3 separate regions of the Zea mays genome follow, and regions 1 and 3 are each linked to region 2. The links are chromatin contacts, called in public Hi-C maps. All regions are on one chromosome and are shown on one strand. The core of a region is the stretch at or near the end of the contact, and the rest is flanking DNA. Distances in the headings are between cores, read along the strand shown. Region 1 holds the start of LOC103647376 (RING finger protein 165). Region 2 holds the start of LOC100279395. Region 3 holds the start of LOC100193842.

Region 1 (3,288 bases), core at 23-2,522, 350 kb before region 2:
GCTTACTTCACGGGCGTGGCGTTCGTGGCCGCCATCACGGGGCAGCACTGCGTGAGGAAGCTGATCGCGTGGCTGGGCCGCGCGTCGCTCATCATCTTCATCCTGGCGTCCATGATCTTCGTCAGCGCGCTTACGCTCGGTACGTACGTACGTACAGCATCGATCGATCGATCGATCGTCCATGCATGCCCTGCCTTCATCTGTTGAAGTCGATCACCAACAATAAGAGCTGCAGCTTTTGTTTGAAAACCATGCATCTCTGCTGGCTCTTTGCAGGAGGGGTAGGCATCTCAAACATAGTCCACAGGGTGGAGCGGCATCAGTACATGGGCTTCGAAAGCCTTTGCAAGGTCTAGTTAGGGTTAGGGACCCAACGCAAAATGCAAGCAAACCAAAGACGACGTACACTGTACAAGTGGTGAACATACACATGATTGAATTGAAGGAGAGATCGATGGGGTCGAAATTAAAGATATGCCAACAAATCGAATTCAGCGCACCGCAGCTGAACATACACATGCATATGATTGAAATATTTTTTTCCACATGTGGTTAATTGAGTAAAAATTGATTTGTTCTGGCGGTTCAGTTACGCCACCAACCGCGAGTGTAGAGAAATCGATTTGCGCTGGCCTTTGTAAGCGGTAAACGAATTCAAACAAAAAGGTTGTCGACTACAAAGTTTCGTAAACTTTTCTAAGTTCTGCAACTTTTATTTTGGCATATGTTTTCATCCGAGGTCGTTTGTAAAATTTGCGTTTTAGAATTTGTTTATATTCAGATGAATTTTGATAGCCCAAATGATTTGAAATGAAAAGGATGGATAACCCACAAGCTAAGCATGGCTGGCTTTGACCTTTGAACTTGCAATGGAGTATTCTGCAATGTGAGGACATGAGAAATAAATCCGTGGTTTTATGCTCACTCTAGGCACATCACAATATATCACATGATAAACATGAGTGACAGGAAGGGCAATCGGATGCTCACTTTCTGTGTGCATTCTAGTCGAAAATGCTCCCAAATTTGTCTGTGCTGCAATATATCATTTGGCTTCGCGCCAAAAGAAAAAAAAAGACGACGAGAACAATGCGTGATCAGATGAGATTTGAAGGAGAACCTGATGCTCAACCCCATCCTCTGTGGGCATCGGTTGCAAAGCACCTGATTCTCCATTCCACCTGGTGAGTGGTGAGCCTGAGCCCCAGTACATGGATCGATGGTTGGTTATACTACACATAGCGACACCCTCAAAGAACTCATCGGTCATCACCCTCCCCGGTGGTCACCACAATGGGAGATGAGATGAGTGACGGCCGGCGGGCAGACGGGAGCTACGGGCCGGAGTACGGCCCCGTCCCTCGTGAGTTTCAGCACGCCTGGTACCCTCAGTTGCCATCCAGGACCAGGAGGAGGTCCCCGTGGCCTCTGCATCATGGGGTACTCTTCTTCTTCCTCTTCTTCTCATCTTTGCACGTTTCGAGAGACATGCAAGTTCATTCATTTTTTTGCAAGTTCAAAGGTCAAAGGAAGCCATGCTCTTGGATTTGGTTGCAGGATTACCCTTGGAGGCTTTCGGAGCACAGGTTCAGAAGACCACCTTTCGAGCGCTCCAGTTCCTGGTACAGTTCACAAGACTCTTCCTGCGTTTTCAATCTGAGGAGCTTCAGTTGCACTGAACTTTTGGAAACTTGACGATATCATCACCCGTACCATCTGCCCGCCAACTGATGTTGTGCTCAGGCACCCGTTGCAGCCACCATTCCATATCCACCGTGTCCATGGCAGCAGCGGCAGTGGCGCGCCCCTAAACCCGAGACACAGGCGAGGAGACGCTGGACTGACCAACGAGGAGTTCAGAGAGGCCATGGATCAGCTGAGGAAGGACGAATACAGGCAGCAGCAGAAGCATGGCGGCGGCGGCAGAGGTAACCTCCGGACAGGGAAGGAAACCAGTGAAGAGGAGAAGGTCTGCACCATATGCCTGGAGACGTTCCTGCCTGGAGAGCAGGTTGCGGTCACGCCCTGCAACCACACGTTTCACCAGGGGTGCATCGCTCCCTGGGTGCAGGGGCACGGCAGCTGCCCGGTGTGCCGGTTCGCGCTCTGCGAGAGGAGCGTCGCCGACGAAGACGGAGGAGGGATGGATCTGGACCTGCTGGCGATGGTGATGGCGATGGAGGAGGCATTCAGCCGGTTCAGGTTCTCAGACTCCACGCAACACTACCACTAGATGAATCAGCATCATTCTCATGATAATAATGTAAAACTCCAGTATCATCGGATATGTTGCGATAATGTAAAAATTAGATTGCGATTTGCTCCTTATCATGCATTTCATTTCAAATGTCAGACCAGACCACATAATAATATAATTAGTTGCACGAGATGTGACAAGTTTCTAAAACGTATGCTCCAGCTTGTATCATGATAGTGGACGAGAACAATCTCAGCAGCATTCTCGCTCCAAAGAATTCTAAGCAGACTCATGTTTACAGTAGAACCAAGAACAATAGACGAGGGTACGCAAAAGTTTTTTTTTATCTGAACACTAGAACTGGAAAACCCTATTGCCGAAAGTTGCCAAAGCAAATCTGAAGGTTACTCGAGGCACTCCAGTTACCACAAGCAAGGGACCAATTTGGCGGCATCTGCAGTCATTTACAGTTTTTACATCGGTGGGTCTTCCTACGGCCGGCTGCCGTTCAGCTGTCTCGGATCAGGTTGGTTGGTTCACTCAAAACATACTTGGGCAATTCATACTTAGCACCTGGAATGTTAAAACGGAACTAAATTAAAACAAATGAACAAACGTGAAAGGATAACAGAAAGCCAAAGAATCAAGCAGAAAAAGCCGTACCCCTTTCATCGTAGCAGAGAGTCAGATCGGCATTAGAAACAATTATGCCTGCACTTTCCACAACAGCCTGTGCATGGGATACCTCAGACTCTGATGCAACTCGAAGGGCATCCCAGATTTCTGTACAAGGTTCAAAATGGTTAGTGCAAGGAGTAAGAATAGCGCCAACTAGAAATATAAGCATTTATGCATCCAAGCAGATAAAAGTAAGATGAATTAGCTCAACTTATACAAATCAAAACAAGATACCGGGGACAAGTAAACAAAACCAAAGATGAGAACTGAGAATACCTTTCTGACCACCGTAGTGAGGAGCGGTGTCCCAAAACTCCTCACGCATCTGCCTGAGCTGGGCCATGGTTATCGGTTGGGGATGCTTCCAAGCTTTGGGTTTCCTCACTCTCTTAGTGCCATGATTGACATCTGCA
Region 2 (2,813 bases), core at 147-2,646:
CGTCATTAGTGCAACTGAAATAACGTCATTAGTGCAACTGAAATAACTGAGGGGAAAAAGTGGAATTAATATGGTTTAGTCCCTTTTAGTCACCCCTTGAGGGACTAATCTTTAGTCCCTCAAACCAAACAGGGCCTTATTTGATATTGTAAATGTAATATATTATATAAAATTGGTCAAAGTTAGACAAGTTTGACCTGGAACAAAACTAAAACTGAGTTTCAGATTCAAACAGAGGGAGTATGTGCATTCCTAATTCATCTTCGCACTTTATCACGAGAACCCTAGACCAAGGTAAGAATTAACAAACAAAGGTTATCCGTGACTACAAAGTTGAGAGATGCAATTTTATATTCAATGAAGCAAGGGAAAATCTTAATTAGGTATCTGAAGGCAACAAATATTAATAACAGCTGCTGAAGCCGACACCCAAATTACAAGATCCGCCAAAAAAATAGATAAGTCATTTCACTCTCGTCCCTATAAAATGCCGCATGTTTAGCAACGGCATTCCAATCCTAAACTAAAAATATCTAAGACATAGTATACTTTTAAATCAAATAAGAAAATAGGTGTAAATTTAGCTAAATTTGAATTTTCGACGGACCCTTCAACAAACTCCGAGAACATCATGGCACTCTTGACCGACTCCAGATCTAGTAACGCAATCCACCAACGCCAGCATTGGAAGGAAATCTCAGCGGGAATCTCAGCAGCTAAACACGAGATCCTACCTGGCTGGCAGCGATGCGGAGGAGGCCCCTGCGGATCCTGGCGTCGGTGGGCTCGGAGATGCGCATCTGCACCCGCATGAGCTCCCCAAACGTGGCGGGCCTACGCGGGGGCGCCGCCTTCCCGCCACTCCCGGGGCTGCCGACACCCTTGGAGGAGGCGGACGAGCGGAGCCCGAGCGCCTTCTTCATCTTGCTGGCGGCGGCAGAGGTGAGGGAGCGCTGGAGCGAGGCGGAGGATGCCGAGGACGCGGAGGAGGCCGGGGACGCCGTGGCCCCCGCGGCCACCGACGAGGACTGGGGGATATAGGTGAGGGGCTTCCCGCCCGTGGTGCGGGAGGCCGCGACCAGCACCTCGTAGGCGGCCTCCCGGAGGTCCGCGGTGGAGAGGGCGACCCCGAGGTCCGGGAACGGCGAGGGGAGCGCGGAGACCGAGGGGCTGGAAGCGGACGCCGGCGGGAGGAAGCCATTGGAGGAGGAGGAGAAGGGGGACGAGTCGCGGCGGGACTCGCGGAACAGGCGAGCCATCGCGGCCGTCGGCGGCGACGGTGACCTCCCGGCGTGACTCTCTCCCTCCCTCCCTCTCGTGCTAGGTCCCGGCTCTCTAGTGGAGAAAGAGGGGGATGAGGAGGAGAGAGAGAGGGAAACCCCCTCCCAACTCCAGCGAGGCAGCGTGGGATAGAGAGGGAGATGGCATGTCGCGGGTTAAATTGCAAAGAGTACTCGCAGCTAGGTTTAACGAGTGCGACCCTTTTCTTTTTACTGCAACTTTAAGAGACGCTTGGTAAATTTTGATTATTATTAAAAAACATCTCCAACAGATTTTATAAATGACCCTTTAAATTTTAGTAGCTTTATATCCCTATAACTTCACTTTCTTTTTTTAGAGCAGATCTAATAGTTATATATATTTTAGTTTTCTAAATCATAGATTTAGGAAGTTATTAAATAATTTTGGGAGTTAAAAATTATGACTTGTCCAATAGCTCTTTAAATATATGTTGTAGTTTGGTTTTGAATCTACATAAAAAAAATAAGTGTGCATATTTTCTACTTATATTTTGATTGCATCTGTAACAAAACATTTGATTCACCCATACGGTGACAGATCGTTGTCATCTGTTTCAGAAATATGTTGGCAGTTGGTTGCTATTACTAGCAGTACTTATCGACAGAACAGTGACGGTAGAAGACCTAGCATACGGATCACGCTGAATCCATTCACGTGGGACGATCAATTTGCTCCTGAAAGGGTACATCATGTCGACATATGATTGGTTTTCGTCAGTCTTCGTTGTTTCGGGACTTGGTAAAAGGTTGCTAGATATAGGGAGTAAATGAGGTTTGATGAGAAGTAGCTAAATTTAGAAGTTTAATTAGAGAACTGTTGGAGAGGATTTTTTAGTTTAACTACCTAAATTATTGATTTAGGAGGTATTTTAGAGAACTACTGAGTTGTTCTTAGATATCTTTTTTCACTCGCTATACAGGAGTTCTAGATTTACAAGTCTATTGGAATAATCTCCTTATTTTATATAAAATTTATTATAAAAATAGCTAAATCAGAAAATTTGGCTAGTATTTTTAGCTAAACTTCTGGGGTTAGCTCTTACCGTGTTTTCCTTTTGACGGCAACAAAAAACATGGGTAAACAATGTCGGTGTAAATTTCATACGGAAAATTGAAGCTAACTTGGTTTGTTGATTTAGAACTCATAAATAGAAAGAAGAGTGGATATTCAATAAATTTAATATTCTAAAATAGATATGCATTAAATTTGGTGTTAATCTATTCTTATGTCATCACACATTATCGCAAAAAAAATTGCATAAATTGTTTTATGCATTCTTTGTTCCCTATAATGAAAAATGTAAAAAAATATGATCTGTATCCAATTCTATGTGTGAATTTTATAGTTATCATCCAAGAAGATATGTGATAAATTTGATATTTGCCTTTTATAAATCTTTACAAGATTAATACAAAAAACTAGAATAAAATCTGAATAACGTATTTATATCCTATTTATTCGTAATTAAAAAAGACAAAAAATAATATTCAAATAAGTGTTCGTTTTCATCT
Region 3 (3,239 bases), core at 327-2,826, 290 kb before region 2:
CTAGCCCCTAGCTGCGCTTGTGTCCTGCATATTTTCCTGCATGGCCGCTGCTTGCTCTAGGGCCCGGCGCACGTCACGGGCACGACGCCGTCTCACATACGTGCGCCCGACCATGACATAATAACATACTGGTTATGATATAAGTATTGTACCTCACTGATTTCAAGCTGAGACTTGAGTTAGAAAAGGATAAACAACTGACCTCCTTAGTACAAGTAGGATCTGAATTAACACCCAATATAGGAACTGAATCATCCAAAAAATGGCTAGCCCGGAGAAGGGTGCCATCGCCGCCGACAGCAACCACAAGATCCACATCACGTATTGGCTGACACAAATGATTGCGCTGCACAGCAATCCAGTCAAGGGACTTGCGCTGTAAGACACTCTGGCAGAGATCAATAGTGTCCTTGTGAACTCTGCACCTATCATCCAGATAGCTCAAGACCTGGGCAAACCAAGATGGTAAGAGAAGGATAGGTAAGTTTCTTTAAGCCATATCAAAAAGTATCTGTGGTATCAAAATGAATCAAGGGGGGGGGGGGACAACCAAAAAGCCTGAACATGACGGAGTTGTTCATTGCCGCAACAACAGTGCACCATGCAACAAGTTCCCTATGGAATGTCATGCTACGGCATTTTGTAAGTACTATGCAATGGCTAATGCAGGGTGGCAAGCACAGCATCTTAGTTAGCGATCCAGGACACCGAAATGTAAAAGTAAAAGGTCACGATCCGTAGAGGCATTTTGACGAACACCTGAACTCCACCGCCATTTGGACAAGCATTATGCTCACTCAACTCAAATGGATCAAACGCGGTCACGCACAACGGACAACACCATTATCGAGGATAAGAAACTTAGAAAATAAACCCTAGTGTCATTTTCAGGATCCAAACGCGAAGAAGTGAATACTACAGTTTAGACCGTTGAGTGACCGAACCAGGGGGGCAGCAGGGGCCATGCCCCCTCCCCCACCCCCCACCCACACAAACACAGCAGATAAATAGTTCGGTTTACAGCACAGCAAGGCAGCAATTCACCCATTTTATCATAATATTATGATTTTTTTTGTTACAAATACTAGGTACATCTGTAAAAACCTTAAAAAGTTATCGAGACATACGCTTTTTTTATCACACTTAAGGGTGTCATCATATTTGTCTGGCCCTCGATGAAAATTGCTGATTCCCACTCCCACTGGAGCCTACATTCGTCTGTCAAAACATGTGACAACCCTGACACCCCGCTCCAGTCCTTCGCAAGCAATGTGAACATCATAATCAAAGACATGACATGAGAGAAGGAGAGAGAGAGGTGCGACCTTGGGGTTGGCGGCGCGCGGTTGCGGCAGTGACGAGGGCGCAGAGGTGGGAGAAGAGGCCGCAGCTCCGACGTACGGGCGGGGAGGGTATACGTCGAAGGGCTTGAGGAAGAGCAGCACGCGGCGGCGCGCCATAGGAGCCTAGTCTGCCGGCGAGTCGTGGCGGCAGGCCAGCAGCGGTGGTGGCGCGCCGCCTTCTCGTCGCTTGCGCGGTGGAGACAACTCGGAAATGCTCCAGACTCCCGTTTCCGGGCTCCAAAGGCACCTGTGATTCGGCCCAAAATATGGGAAGCCCAGAGCTATGTGTATGATAGGAGTAATTTTTTTGGAGAAGATGTCTATGAACAGCACCCGTCCAAAAGCAACGGCCCAAAAGATAGGGGACTTTGGTTTGAGAAATCATACCATCCAAATTAAGGTGGTACATCATAAGTTCATTTTTCAGATTTGGTGGGATGACTTCATTCCTCATATTAGTACTAACTAACTACGAAGAATGAGATGGTGATGGATCAACTCATTCTATTTCACAAACCAAACAAAAATAGTGATGGGTGAGAAGACGATGGACTAGTTCATTCCTCAAACCAAACACTCCATTAGAGTCTGTTTGGTTTGTAGCTAATTATGTCACATTTTGCCTAAGGTTAGTCGTTCGAATTGAAAAATTAACCTTGGACAGAAAAGTTAGGCAAAGTGTGGCAAGTTAGGCAGCGAACCAAACAAGCTATTTAAAGTGTTGGAGAATATGACATTTTTTCGAAGTCTTTTGGAAGAGTGGCAGATGGATAGCTAAAATCCATTTTGTCGTCATTTCTATACCACTGTATAATTAAAACACAGCCAACCAAATCACCTCATACTCATAACTTCCACTTAATACACCAAACAAATTACACCCAGACTTAATCCTCTCTCTCTTACTCAAATCCAATAGATAATATTATTTATATCATCCTTTATCCTCCACCTCCCCACGGCCCTGTCGCCTCCAGCCTCCCCTCTCCCCCGCGACACCGCCACCCGCTTTCCCTTCCCTTACTCGCACACCGCTGTCGTCGACCCCTCCTTTCGTATCGTTAGCATAGACTATATACTAGTATCTCTGAAGTTCAAAAGTTGGTTGATGCCAAACAAGATAAAATGAAAAAAAAAACTACTTCTCCTGGCATAGGGTGAAAGGAATGTGAAGCTAAAAATAACATATTCTCCTAGCTCCTACTTGCAGCCATGGACTTCATAGTATGTGTGGATGTCTGATTTTCCGTGTGAGAAGAGATAATGGCACAGCCTAGGGCATTCGGTTTTACCTGAAATGTCGAGTCGGTTTTTTGGTTTTTTGTATTTCGGGTTTTTGGAATTGAGAACCGAAATAATTATCGGGTAACTGTAAACCGATATTTTGGGTAACCGAGAATTCGATTTGGTTTTAACCGATCTTTATTAGGCAACAACCATCAAGTATACTTGTGCTAGCTTGCCAGAGCATATATGTATTTGTCGGGGACCATAATTAGGGGTACCCCCAAGACTCCTAAACTCGGCTGGTAACCACCATCAGCATAAAGCTGCAAAGGCCTGATGGGCGCAATACAAGTCAAAGCTCCGCCCACTCAAGGGACACGATCTCGCCTCGCCCGAGCCCAGCCTCGGGCAAGAACAGCAGACCCAGGTGGATTCACGTCTCGCCCGAGGGTCTCCTCAAGCAACGGGCGCACCTTCGACTCGCCCGAGGCCCAGCTCGGGCAGGCTTCGCGGAGAAGCAACCTTAGCCAGATCGCCTCGCCAAACGACCGTATCGCAGGAGCATTCAATGCAAGGATCGCCTGACAACTTATCCTAACGCGTGTTCCTCAGTCGACAGGGCCGAAGTGACCGCAGTCATTTCGCCCCTCCCCTAACTGACCTGACAGG

Evidence for each region. A called contact is a pair of places that touch in the nucleus more often than the background predicts.
Region 1: a contact with region 2 is called in a Hi-C map of ear, with 4 times the contacts expected there. The contact joins the promoter of LOC103647376 here to the promoter of LOC100279395 in region 2. A contact is called at or near these places in 2 of 25 Hi-C or Micro-C datasets (ear and tassel).
Region 3: a Hi-C map of ear shows a contact between it and region 2, with 2.6 times the contacts expected there. The contact joins the promoter of LOC100193842 here to the promoter of LOC100279395 in region 2. A contact is called at or near these places in 2 of 25 Hi-C or Micro-C datasets (ear and tassel).

What each region holds. Positions count from the first base shown.
Region 1 is chr2:180,861,148-180,864,435 of Zm-B73-REFERENCE-NAM-5.0, forward strand. LOC103647376 (RING finger protein 165) reads left to right here and starts at 1,273. Exons shown (of 3, transcript NM_001301555.1): 1 at 1,273-1,440; 2 at 1,558-1,622; 3 at 1,744-2,388. The coding sequence starts at 1,294. The coding sequence ends at 2,233. LOC103647377 (sulfite exporter TauE/SafE family protein 3) reads left to right here. Exons shown (of 12, transcript XR_004856384.1): 11 at 1-139; 12 at 277-723. It overlaps LOC100286222, which reads right to left. Exons shown (of 4, transcript NM_001159110.2): 2 at 3,152-3,283; 3 at 2,861-2,980; 4 at 2,307-2,770. The coding sequence ends at 2,706.
Region 2 is chr2:181,215,075-181,217,887 of Zm-B73-REFERENCE-NAM-5.0, forward strand. LOC100279395 reads right to left here and starts at 1,397. Exons shown (of 5, transcript NM_001360969.1): 1 at 735-1,397. The coding sequence starts at 1,259.
Region 3 is chr2:180,921,648-180,924,886 of Zm-B73-REFERENCE-NAM-5.0, forward strand. LOC100193842 reads right to left here and starts at 1,577. Exons shown (of 5, transcript NM_001138924.3): 1 at 1,326-1,577; 2 at 203-448. The coding sequence starts at 1,460.